Linked DNA regions of Gossypium arboreum: region 2 is linked to region 1. Evidence: chromatin contacts called from public Hi-C data. All regions are on one chromosome and are shown on one strand. Each heading gives the region's core, a stretch centred on a gene start, on an enhancer-like site or on the middle of the called end of the contact. The rest is flanking DNA. Distances are from core to core; before and after follow the strand shown. Region 1 holds the start of LOC108473378 (DNA-directed RNA polymerase 2B, chloroplastic/mitochondrial-like). Region 2 holds the start of LOC108474138 (pyridoxal kinase).

Region 1 (5,760 bases), core at 2,220-4,719:
TATTGAACAAAAAGATGAATTAAGGGCTAAATTGATAGAAATTCAAGTTAGAAATGAAATAAGGATTGAATTGTAAAGTGATTCATAAGTTTATGCTTTAAGGACTAAATTGAAAGAATTTCGAAATTATGATTTTATGATGAAAAATAGATAATTATGTGCAAGTTTGGTTAAAAATTGAGTAGAAGTAAAGTATGAATTAAGATAGAAAAGTAAGTGAATTTAGTTAGGATTAAATTGAAATTAAAAGTAGAAAATCAACATTTTGCACTAAGATTATTTTGGACAGCAGCAGTAGTCTAAGTTTGAAAAATCACCAAAAATTGTAGAAATTGAATTAGAGGATGAATAAAATATGGAATTAAATCTTATTGAGTCTAGTTTCTTATAAAATAAACTATATAAGCAATTGAATTGTAAATTATAAGATATAATGAATTTTGTAAGACAAGGTCAGAATGAATTCGGGTTCCCCTGTTCTGACTTTGGAAAATCACCAAAAATTGGAGAAAAATAATTAGAGGGCTAAAGTTATATTTTTAGAATCCCTAATGAGTCTATTTTCAGGAAAAATCAACAGGAATATCATCTGAGTTTTGTACTATGAGATAATTAATTTTTAGTGAAGAAGGGTTGAAACTGTCAGACAACAGAATAGGGATAACTTTAAAGAATAAACTGTACTTACTGTACTTATTGGCTAAACCAAAAAATTCTAAAAATTTTATGGTAAGAATATATATGAGTCTAGTTTCATGGAAAATTAGCGGATCTTAATTTGGAGTTTTATAACTCCAGATATAAATAATTTAGTGACTATGACACAGATGGACAGCTTGAATATCCATAAAAGTAAATAATAAAAATTATAGATAATGTTGCTTATAAGTGTGTTATATACATTAAGGATGTGGAATGGAGAGGAGGAGGAGGAAAAATATAAATGAATATTCAGTTAGCATGGCTAATTTGCATGTTTTAAGCTCATGGACTAAATTGAATAAAAGTAAAACTTTAGGGGGCAATTTTGTAAAAATGTCAAAATGACTAAATTGAAGGGAATGAATTGTTTTATTATCTGAATTAATAAATTGAATGAAATTATCAATTTAAGATTGGGTGAAATTTGGGAAAATGGTAAATTACCAATATGCCCCTAAATCTTGGTATTTCTGCAATTTAGTCAGGTAGGTTCGTATATCCTAAATGAGCATGTAAATATGACAATTTAAGTATTGTATCATATTTTATATGATATTTTGAATTGAATATATGAAAAGGATGTTACATGAAACATGAAAATGAATACTAAATAATATAAATTAATTGAAATTATTCTGAAAATCTCGGTAATGCCACGTACCCTATCCCGGTCTCAGGTACGGGTATGGGGTATTATAGCACTTCTATTAAGTATCCCGATGGTTGTACGGTCGTTAAATGCGTATAAAGATCAATTTCGCCTTTGTGAGAATGACGAAGAGTTTCTTGGTCCTGAGGTACCATATCTAAGTGCCATAGGGGCATTGATGTATCTTACAAATAACACAATACCTAATATAGCTTTCGCTGTAAACTTTTGAGTTAGATTTAGTTCTTCTCCAACACGTAGACATTGGAATGGAATTAAACACGTATTTAGATATCTCAGAAGGACCATTGATATAGGGTTATTTTATTCAAATGATTCAAAATCCGTCAGCTATGCTGATGCTAGATATTTATCAGATCCACAAAAAGATCAATTTCAAATGTGATATTTATTTACATGTAGAGGTACTATCATATCATGGCGTTCAACAAAGCAGACATTAGCTGCTGCCTCTTTAAATTATGCTAAAATAATTGTAATGCATGAGGCAAGCCTAGAGTATGTTTGGCTAAGGTTATTAACCCAACATATCTAGAATATATGTAATTTGCCTTTACAGGAAAAGATGTTAACTATCTTATACGAAGATAATGCAACATGTATAGTTCAATTGAAGGGTGGTTGCATCAAAGGTGACAGAACGAAGCATATTTTACCAAAATTATTCTTCACTCATGATCTTGAGAAGAAAGGGGACATAGAAGTTCAATAAATTCGTTCTAGTGATAAATTTAACAGATCTTTTTACAAAGACATTGCCAACTTCAACGTTTGAAAGACTACTACGTAAGATTGGAATGCATCAACTGAAAGATGTAATGTGATATTTCCATTAGGGGAGTAAAAAACACATTGTACTCTTTTCCTTTAACCAAGGTTTTGTCCCACTGGGTTTTTCTGGTAAAAGTTTTTAATGAGGTAACTTGTAATAGGAGATTGTGTACTCTTTTTCCTTCATTAGTTTTTTATCCCATAGGGTTTTTCCTAATAAAGGTTTTAATAAGGCACAATTTTCTCTAATGGGCATCCAAAGGGGACTGTTACAAATAAATGCGAATGTTTATATTCTAACCTTTTCATTTATGAGATAAAACCCCCTCATTCATTATGACAGTAAATATGCAAGTTGTTTAATGTATGTGTTAATGAAGCAGTTAAATAAGCTTTATTTATTTGTGTTGCATTGAACGTCAATTACTTATAAATAGAACCCTTACTTGAGTGAAAATAATATACGAGAAAATTATCTGTTGATTTGATCTATTGTTTACTTTTTAGTGTTATTTTATTTGATTATTTTATAACATTTGATAAATTTTATTGATGAAGAAGGATTATTTTTTTGATAAATAAGAGAATGCATCATATTGCCTTATATCAGTTTATTCTTATATACGGAACACCAAATTTATCTTCTAAAAGTAATTTCCTAACATGAAATGTAGAAACATCAAGAATATGTAAATTAACATCAATAGATGAACATGTTCTGGCTAGTCAATCAACAACCATGCTTCCTTCTCTTTTCACAAGCTGGAATTTATCAGATTCAAATTGTCGAGATACTTCATTTATTCTCTTGACGAGAGTCATCGATGGCTTACTTCCCAAGCAATCATTAATTATTTCCACTGCCAACATACAATCAGTTTCAATAATCACCGGATGAAGAAGGATGTTTATAATACTTCTTTAAAGTTTATATTTATAAATATAAAAAGTATAAATAATAGAAAGCTCTACTTTAATATACATAATATAAAACTATACTTTTAATAAATATTAGAGTTTTAAAGTACATCATGTTTTTGTTTTTTAGGTTTTGTAAAATTTGAGAATTATTAGTGCAAATTTAATATATTTCAAATCCGTTATATTGTTCATGTTCGGAATCTATCTCCAAAATAAAAATTTATCTTTTCTCCTTAAATGTACATAACTGACCACTTGTTGATAGCTCAAAATAAGAAAATTGATAGTCAGAACGTAATAGCCAGCTTGCATCCATGGCAATCCTTGGGTATAAATTTTGTGATCCAAACTCAACATTATTTAGACCCAAGAGTTGTTGGTGTTGGGTTTTCTTGATTCCTTCAGGCTTCAATGCAAAAACTTGGGCTTCTTTAATTTTCTCCATTTCTCGTTGCACATCAAGGACCCCCAGATTTATTAAATTACAGTTCTCTACCTTTCGTTTCACTGCCACAGCCCACAGGGCAACTGAGAGCAAAAACTAAGCTACAAAATACAACATTACAATCATACAAGGTTTTAAGCAGGGTTTAAGGCGGCTACTACTTCCCTTCCTCCATGAATTCATCCTCTTCTTCAAATATTCCTTTACCAAACTTATTTTCCTTTGTCCTAAAACCTGCCCAATCCCAATCCCAATCCCAAAATCCCACTTCATTTTCAGTTTCACCGTTCATTCTTCAATAATTTGATGTCCATCCCCGAAACCCCATTAATTTCTTCTAATCTTTTATACAAATTCCATTACTCTAATCCCTTTCATAATAATAAACCCACGACTCTTTACCAAAACCCTCCAAGGATTTCCAGAATTATGTGGAGAAACATAGCTAAACATGCCATTTCAAGAACCCGTTGTTCTCAATGGTTTCCTAGAACTTATAGCTTTCTGGGTGTTACTCGGGATTCAGTTTTTCTGGAGAAATTGAAGTTTGGGTCTTTTTGCTCCAGCTTAGGGTTTCTTGATATGGGTGGTAGAAAAATAGGTGAGGTTTTAGGTAATGAGGACTGTATGGGGAAGCCAAATTTTGGGCTTTTGAGGAATGAGATTGGGTGCAGACTTAGAGGATTGTGCCCAAATGGATATGCTAGTGTGGCAGAGGTGGCTTCGTCGACTGATGTTGAAGATGACGTATCTGCTGTTGAAGAAATTAAGGAGTTGTTGAATGAAATGAAGAAAGAACATAGGAGAGAGAATATAAATAGGCGTAAAATTCTTCAAATACAGGAGACAGGAATGGGGGGAAACAAGTACCGAATGTTGAAAAGCAGGCAAGTGAAGATTGAAACTGAAGCATGGGAACAAGCTGCAAATGAGTATAGGGAACTTTTGAAGGATATGTGTGAGCAAAAATTGGCACCCAATTTGCCATATATGAAGTCTTTGTTTCTTGGTTGGTTCGAGCCTTTTCGTGATGTTATTATTAAGGAACAAGAGTTGTATAGGTCAGGGAAACTTAGGGCCGGTTATGCAGCTTACTTGGACCAGTTGCCAGCTGATATGGCGGCAGTCATCACAATGCATAAGTTGATGGGGCTGCTGATGACTGGAGGGGAACATGGATGTGCTCGGGTTGTGCAGGCTGCTTGCCTGATAGGTGATGCCATTGAGCAGGAGGTGGGAGAGATGGACTGCTACTTTTCTCTATATTTGTTTAATATGTCATTGTATTTGGTTTTATTTGAGAATTACATAGTTGATGGAAAGCCTATTGTTTCATGTTTTAGATAATGCATCACCACATGTTCTGTTGCACAAATTCATGTCCTGTTGTTATAGTTATTTCAGGTTAGATCTTGGAAGTATTGGCATTAGAAAGTAAACTCATATATACATAATAGACACTGAGAGGGAAAATAGAATCCGAACTTTTTCTCCTTTTTCCCAAATGAAGAATGAAGCATGAGTTGTTAGAATGACAAACCTAAAGCTGAAGAATGCTGACAACTTGAACACTAGTTCAATTGAAGTTGCGAATGGACCTTAAATATTGTGGCATTGCAAACAATAGATATTTAAGCTATTTTTTTCCCGAACGGGAGAAGGGTGCTTATATTTTGTTTGTTTAAACCTTTGGTTAAGATGAAGATATTTAAACCTGTATGTTTGGCATGGTTGGGTTATTTTGAATTTGAAGTCTACTGATTCTAAGAATGACCATTTTCTATCTAACAAATACACTATATGTGTTTTTATTTTTATTTTTATTGTCCATTATCTTGATAAGATGATTAGGCATGCCAAACTACGATCCTGCATTTTTTTCTTCAAAACTGGACATTCTATATTGTTACATCATTCCTTTGCCCATGATTTTCAATTCATTGCACATTTTGTATTCCTTATCAGACATGATTCCATTTCCTCTCACTCTCTTATTTTTTTGAAATATTTTTTAATGTTACTTAAATCCATATACATGCATCATTTATTGGTCAATGCAAGTTATAGGAGACTTGGACTCCAATGCACCATTTTTCCATGGCAGTTTCTTTCTTTTCTTTGTTTTATCTTCATTTTGGTGACACTTGATGGTGCTGCTTTCCTTGGACCTGCTTCTCTTAATCCTGACCAGCCCCATTTTTTCTTGAAATTTGGCATTAATTCGTAAGCATTTCTATCATTGTTAGGTTAG
Region 2 (5,760 bases), core at 1,753-4,252, 220 kb after region 1:
AACAAATCATCTTCTGTAATCATGAGTTAAACTTATTTCAAAAAGGACAAAGCACATGCAAGCAAGTGAGCGAGCTTAAAATAAGGTCCAATAGCTTCTGGAGATTAGAGTAGACTTGCCATAAGTAAGATTTGGATTAATAGAGCGAAGCTTGTCTACAACCTCCAATACAGATTTTAAGAAAGAAACAGAGCCAATATAACCTGCAAATTCACCATGAAAAAACTGAAGCAATAGATATTGAAACAGTTAACACTGTTGGCATGGAAATGTGATGAATTTCAGGCAACAAAAAGTAAATTCGCTTGATGATTACAGAAACAGAGAAATAACAAGTGAATAGAAACAAACAGTTCTGCACAACTTTTTCTATACCAGAAATAAAGAATATCATTTACATTTCTGAGAGATGATTTGTAACATACAACTGCCCAGAATATTCAACTCTAATGTCTCAAAGCAATGATGAATTATCAACTCATTCAAATTAATTACCGATGAAAGCACAAATATTTTAAAATGAAGTTGCATTTTAGTTATTTGTTAAATTTTTAATTGATTATGATTTTGCCTTTATACCATTTCTATTTACTTAGTAACTTTTGAGAAAGTGAAAAAAAGTCAACAAACAAAAGGAGCCTAAACAAATTAAGAGATTATTTAAATCAGAATTTGACCAGAATAAAATGATTTTTATATCATTCAAGCATTAATTGTTAAGAAACTATTATTTTTACACCATTAAGACATTCATTGATAAGAAACTATAACTTTAAATGCAATTTTCTCCCCCCCCCCCCCTGGGTCCGGTATCAAGTCAAATATCTAAAAATTAAAAAAGCTACATTAAAAAAAAAAAGAATGAAAAAAAAAAACAAAATCCACTACAGAAGCATCCTAGTGAATACCTTTTTGTGACACAATTTGCTAAATACACAACATAGGATGTCTTATTTACTTATTTTGTTTCCTTTCTCTATAGTGGGTAGATAATTCCAGAGAGAACCACTCATTTAACACAGAAGAGAATTTCTCTTCTTTGTAAATAATGCTATATGTTCCTTTTCCTTTTAAATATTGTATAACAATCCTGTTTTCCCCCTCATAGATGAATATTATAACAATCTAGAGAATTTTATATCACGGAGAAGCTGTCATCGTCAAAGAGCAACCAGAAATAAAATACCTGTTAGTAAATGGGTGTAGTACAATAAATTATTTGCTTCAAGGCCTTCTATTAAATCCAATAATTGTTGCCCGTTTAGAACTTGACCCTTAAAAGTTGGGTACCCTGCACAAATTTCAGATAGATTAAACTATGCTAGAAGATGCTGTATTTTGGTCAGAACACCAAACCCAAACTTATACAAATTTACAGCTGACAGCACTCCATATATCAGGTCTCAGTACTCTGAGACTTTCCCAGTAGTAGTATAAGCAGCTTGCCTGTATGATTTGAAAACTGTACTGAATTGATTGGATCCACATCATATCCTAATAGTTGAAGAGGAAAAACTGCTGACTTGTTACCAACATATCCCTAAGGAGGAAAAAAAAAAAGAGAAGAAATTAAGTTAGAATAACAACAGAACTTAATAGCAAAAGAGTAATATAGAAATGCTTTTTTTTTTTCCACGAGGAAATTAGGTGAAGGTAAAACCAATCATACAATTACTTCACTTGTAAACTTCCAAGGATCCTTTAATTGTTAAAATGGAGAAAACAAGAATTTATTCCAAATGTTTTCAAAGATAGATAAGAATATTTCAGTGTACAGGTAATTCACGATATATTAAGAACATAAAACAAAATTTGTACCCAGCTCTTGATGATTGAAACAATTATTAGATAGATATTAAGTGCTACAACAAGACAGATAGTGATCAAAGCCAGAGCATTTTCTACTTATAGTACGAATCTAAAACAAATGTAATTCTCTTAATGCACAGACATTGACGCAGATGAAAAAAAAAACAAATCATGCTGAAAACAGAATCAAGATTATCATACTGCCTTAAACATTTTCAACAACCAAACAAAGAATAAAAAAAAGTGCAAAGAGTAGAACAAAAGGAGAAGAAGTACCTGAACTGTGTGGGATTGAATGCTGAGAACTCTACCGGTATTTGATGGAAGAGCCAAGGATAAAATTGGAGGCGATGCCATTTCCGACTTCCTAAACAGCTAAACTGTTCCGATCTTTGACAAGTCCAATAAATTCTGAAATCAATTCAACATCATACAAATCACTAAAACAAAAAAGGATAAATTATAAATTAAATAAATTAAAATTTTCCAATGAATTTATTATTATCTTTGCAGTGAAATATTGAGTTTTTGTCATAAATAAAATGCCCAAATCAAAATTAGATATTTATTAATTAGTTTATATTAATTATTTGAAAAAATTAAAATCATAAAAAGGCAAAATAAGTTGTAAAGGGAAGAGTTATTTCCGTCCATGTACTAGAGATTTGAGAGAGAAGAAAGACAAAGAAAAAAAAGCAAGGGCATTTTGGGAAGATTAGGGGGAGAATTAATTTCTCCACTGGGATTCTTACGGCACAGTCGAGAAAAGGTCGAGCGTAGAGAATGCACCCACAGCGCCGGGCCAATGTACTTAAACAGCTTCCTAGACCGATTTGGACGCCAATGTCAACTCTGATGAAAAAGAAAAAAAACTCTACTAAGACATCGAGTTCCAAGCTGTCCCGGCCTGATATGAGTTTTTTTTTTTTCCTTTTCCGATCGACATCAGATTTTAGGACAAGGGAGGTTGGGTTTTTTAAATTAAAAATATTACGGATTGTTGAAGCTGATTCTTTTTTTCGGTTCTCACTTCCCAGTGAATACTAGTAATTTTTTTTTTTTAATTTATAAAACTTTACAAAGTATCTTTGGCTTATTTTTGAAACAAATATAATGTTATAATAGTAAAATAATCAAAACATATAAATTTTATCTGAAAATTTACGAGTAAAGAAAGAGAAATTTACTCTATTGAAAAACACAATATAAAAAGAGTTTAACTACATCTATTTTAAAGATTAAACAACTCTATTATAATTAATATCTAATGAAAAAATATAATTATATACGAATTCAACTTTTACAGCATAGTTTGATAAGGAAAAGCTATCTAAATTATTTTAAATTTTTAATTAAATAAAAAATTAAAAGCTACCACATTGAAAGTTTTTCATTGCTAGTAAACCGAGTATGACCGACAAGTAGAACTCATATTAGTTATCATGATTTGAGATCCGCCCTTGTTATAATGGGAATAATTATTGGATACAAATCCATCGGTATTTTTAGCCCACGTCGGCATTTAATTTAGGGAACACAAGTCCAGCAACTGGTGGTGGCTACAAACACATATACAGATGGGGTCAGGGGTGAGGGGTCTATTGGCTCAAATGTGGGTACTAGAGGAATGTCTATCACTTTGATGCATGATACCATTGAAATCGATTCCAACATCGTTGAGGATTTCACAAATAGTGGAGATTCCATGGTGCTAGAAAAAGTAAGGGCAGATGGTGCTAGAAAAAGTAAGGGCAGATCTATAAATATCAAAATAATATATATCTAACACTTTTATCATCTGATAATCATATAAAGTTTAATTAAATTTACAGTTAAATTGAATAAAACATCTAAATAAGAATTAAAACTTTTCCAATATTATTTTCTCGATTCATAATACTCAATTTAAAATTTAAAAATTATCAAGATCCTTACCCAATCACGAGTAATACCCAAAAATATTTTTTCATTTTATCACCCTAGGCAAGATAATAAATATTATATTTGTGAATGTACCATTTTATCTAATATTGGTATGTATTAATATCAGTTTGTTTAGCATATCATTTTAAATTTATCAATATTTTAAAATATATATATTATATATGTATATAAAAATTTTTATAAATATCAAAATTAAATTAAATAAATCTTATGCTCATTAATTATATAAAATACTTTTCAAAAACTTCACTATATAAGATTAAACAAACTTAAAATAAACAAGGAAAAATTATTTCGTAAATTAAATAATAAAATCATTTCAATAACAATTTGTCATTTAAAATTTAAATTTGTATAAAAATCTAAAATAAATAATAAAAATTTTATTTTTACATTTATATTTATATTTCAAATTTTATTTTTTACCGATTGGTATAGGTAAAATCAATTAGTATGCATTGGACCGCTCAAGATTAATTAGAATTTACACAAAAAAGAAATCTAAAATTTGTTGTTCAAGTTTACTACTAAAACAAAATATTTCAACTAATACAAATGATACCGAAACAGAATTGATTACCTTGCACCACATAGCTTAAAGTAATGTCCAAAGTAGAGGTGAGCAAAATCCGATTCGATTCAAAAAACTCGATAAAAAATTTTAAATTTTGAATTAAATAGTTCGAGTTATTTGAGTTAATCAAGCTATTTAGGTCAACTCGAATAAAAAATTAAGTTTTTTAGTTTAACTCGAATATGAATTACACAATTTGAGTTATACGAAAATCTGAATAAGAAAAGACAAAACTACGTCACTTTGATAAATGTTTACTTTTTAAAAAGTTAAAATTAAAAATAATTAAGTTAAAAGACAAAACTATGTCGTTTTGATAAATGTTTACCCATTAAGTTAAAAGACTAAATCATTATATTTTTCATATAGTTAAATAATCTTGTGTTTTGTCTGCTAGTTAAATAATCGGTTCATCTAAACGCAACATTAACTATAAATAATAGGATTCATTAACTCGACTTGATTTGACTCAAAAAAATTTTGACTCAATTTGATTCAATTCAAAAAAAAATCAAATTGAGTTCCGTTGCTAAAATAGAATTTGTCAACTCAACTAACTCGAAAATTTTTTATTCGATTTGACTCGACTCGATCGAATACTCACCCCTAGTCCAAAGTATTTACCTTTTGACAAGTGTTAATCTACCTTTGTGTTTGCTTTATTTTTTTTTTACATTATAATACAATGGTTAAATTTCAGTTTTGTTAAAATTTAAATTTTAATCTCTATATTTCAATTTTGATATAGTTTGATATCTATATTTTAATAATGCCATTAGTAGGCTAAACCACCAATATTGTTAACAATTAAAGTACTAACACCAATTTTTCTTTAAGAATATTATTTCAACAAAAAATTATTTTATCAACATGAGTTTGAATGAGTATTTTTAAGATTAAATCCGCATTGACATTTTATCTGAAATAGTTAAGAATGTTAATTATTTAGATTAACTAATGTTGTTATAATAGTATAGAGACCTAATTTTGCCTCAAAAAGTATAGGAACTAAATATTAAATTTATACATAGTAAGGGACCAAATCCATAATATGACTAAAGACACTTTATACCTAACGCAAATTATACCAAATAAAAGTATAGGGATTAAAGTTCAAATTTAAGTATGTTAATGTGACCAGAATCATAATATATCTAAAATAAATTGTAGCTAATACGATCATCCCTAATATATATAGTATAACAAAAATTAAACATTTGATATTATCCAATCTAATTTTCATGGATTTATATATTGCAAATTCAATTATTAGATTTATTATTCGATATTGATTTGTAATGCATATGAATATGAGATAAAGAATGTTCACTACCCAAATTGACTTTCATTTTAATACAAAATTTTATTACTAAAATTGAGTTGCCCATAGAAAATTTAATAGAAAAATTTTAATGATATTAAATTTTAAATCC

Evidence for each region. Hi-C and Micro-C count contacts between places; a contact is called where the count stands out from the background.
Region 2: a contact with region 1 is called in a Hi-C map of leaf, with 3 times the contacts expected there. The contact joins the promoter of LOC108474138 here to the promoter of LOC108473378 in region 1. A contact is called at or near these places in 2 of 5 Hi-C or Micro-C datasets (both in leaf).

What each region holds. Positions count from the first base shown.
Region 1 is chr11:21,641,342-21,647,101 of ASM2569848v2, forward strand. LOC108473378 (DNA-directed RNA polymerase 2B, chloroplastic/mitochondrial-like) reads left to right here and starts at 3,470. Exons shown (of 19, transcript XM_017774899.2): 1 at 3,470-4,742. The coding sequence starts at 4,726.
Region 2 is chr11:21,864,974-21,870,733 of ASM2569848v2, forward strand. LOC108474138 (pyridoxal kinase) reads right to left here and starts at 3,003. Exons shown (of 13, transcript XM_017776058.2): 1 at 2,562-3,003; 2 at 2,086-2,220; 3 at 1,447-1,540; 4 at 1,187-1,291; 5 at 120-203. The coding sequence starts at 2,166.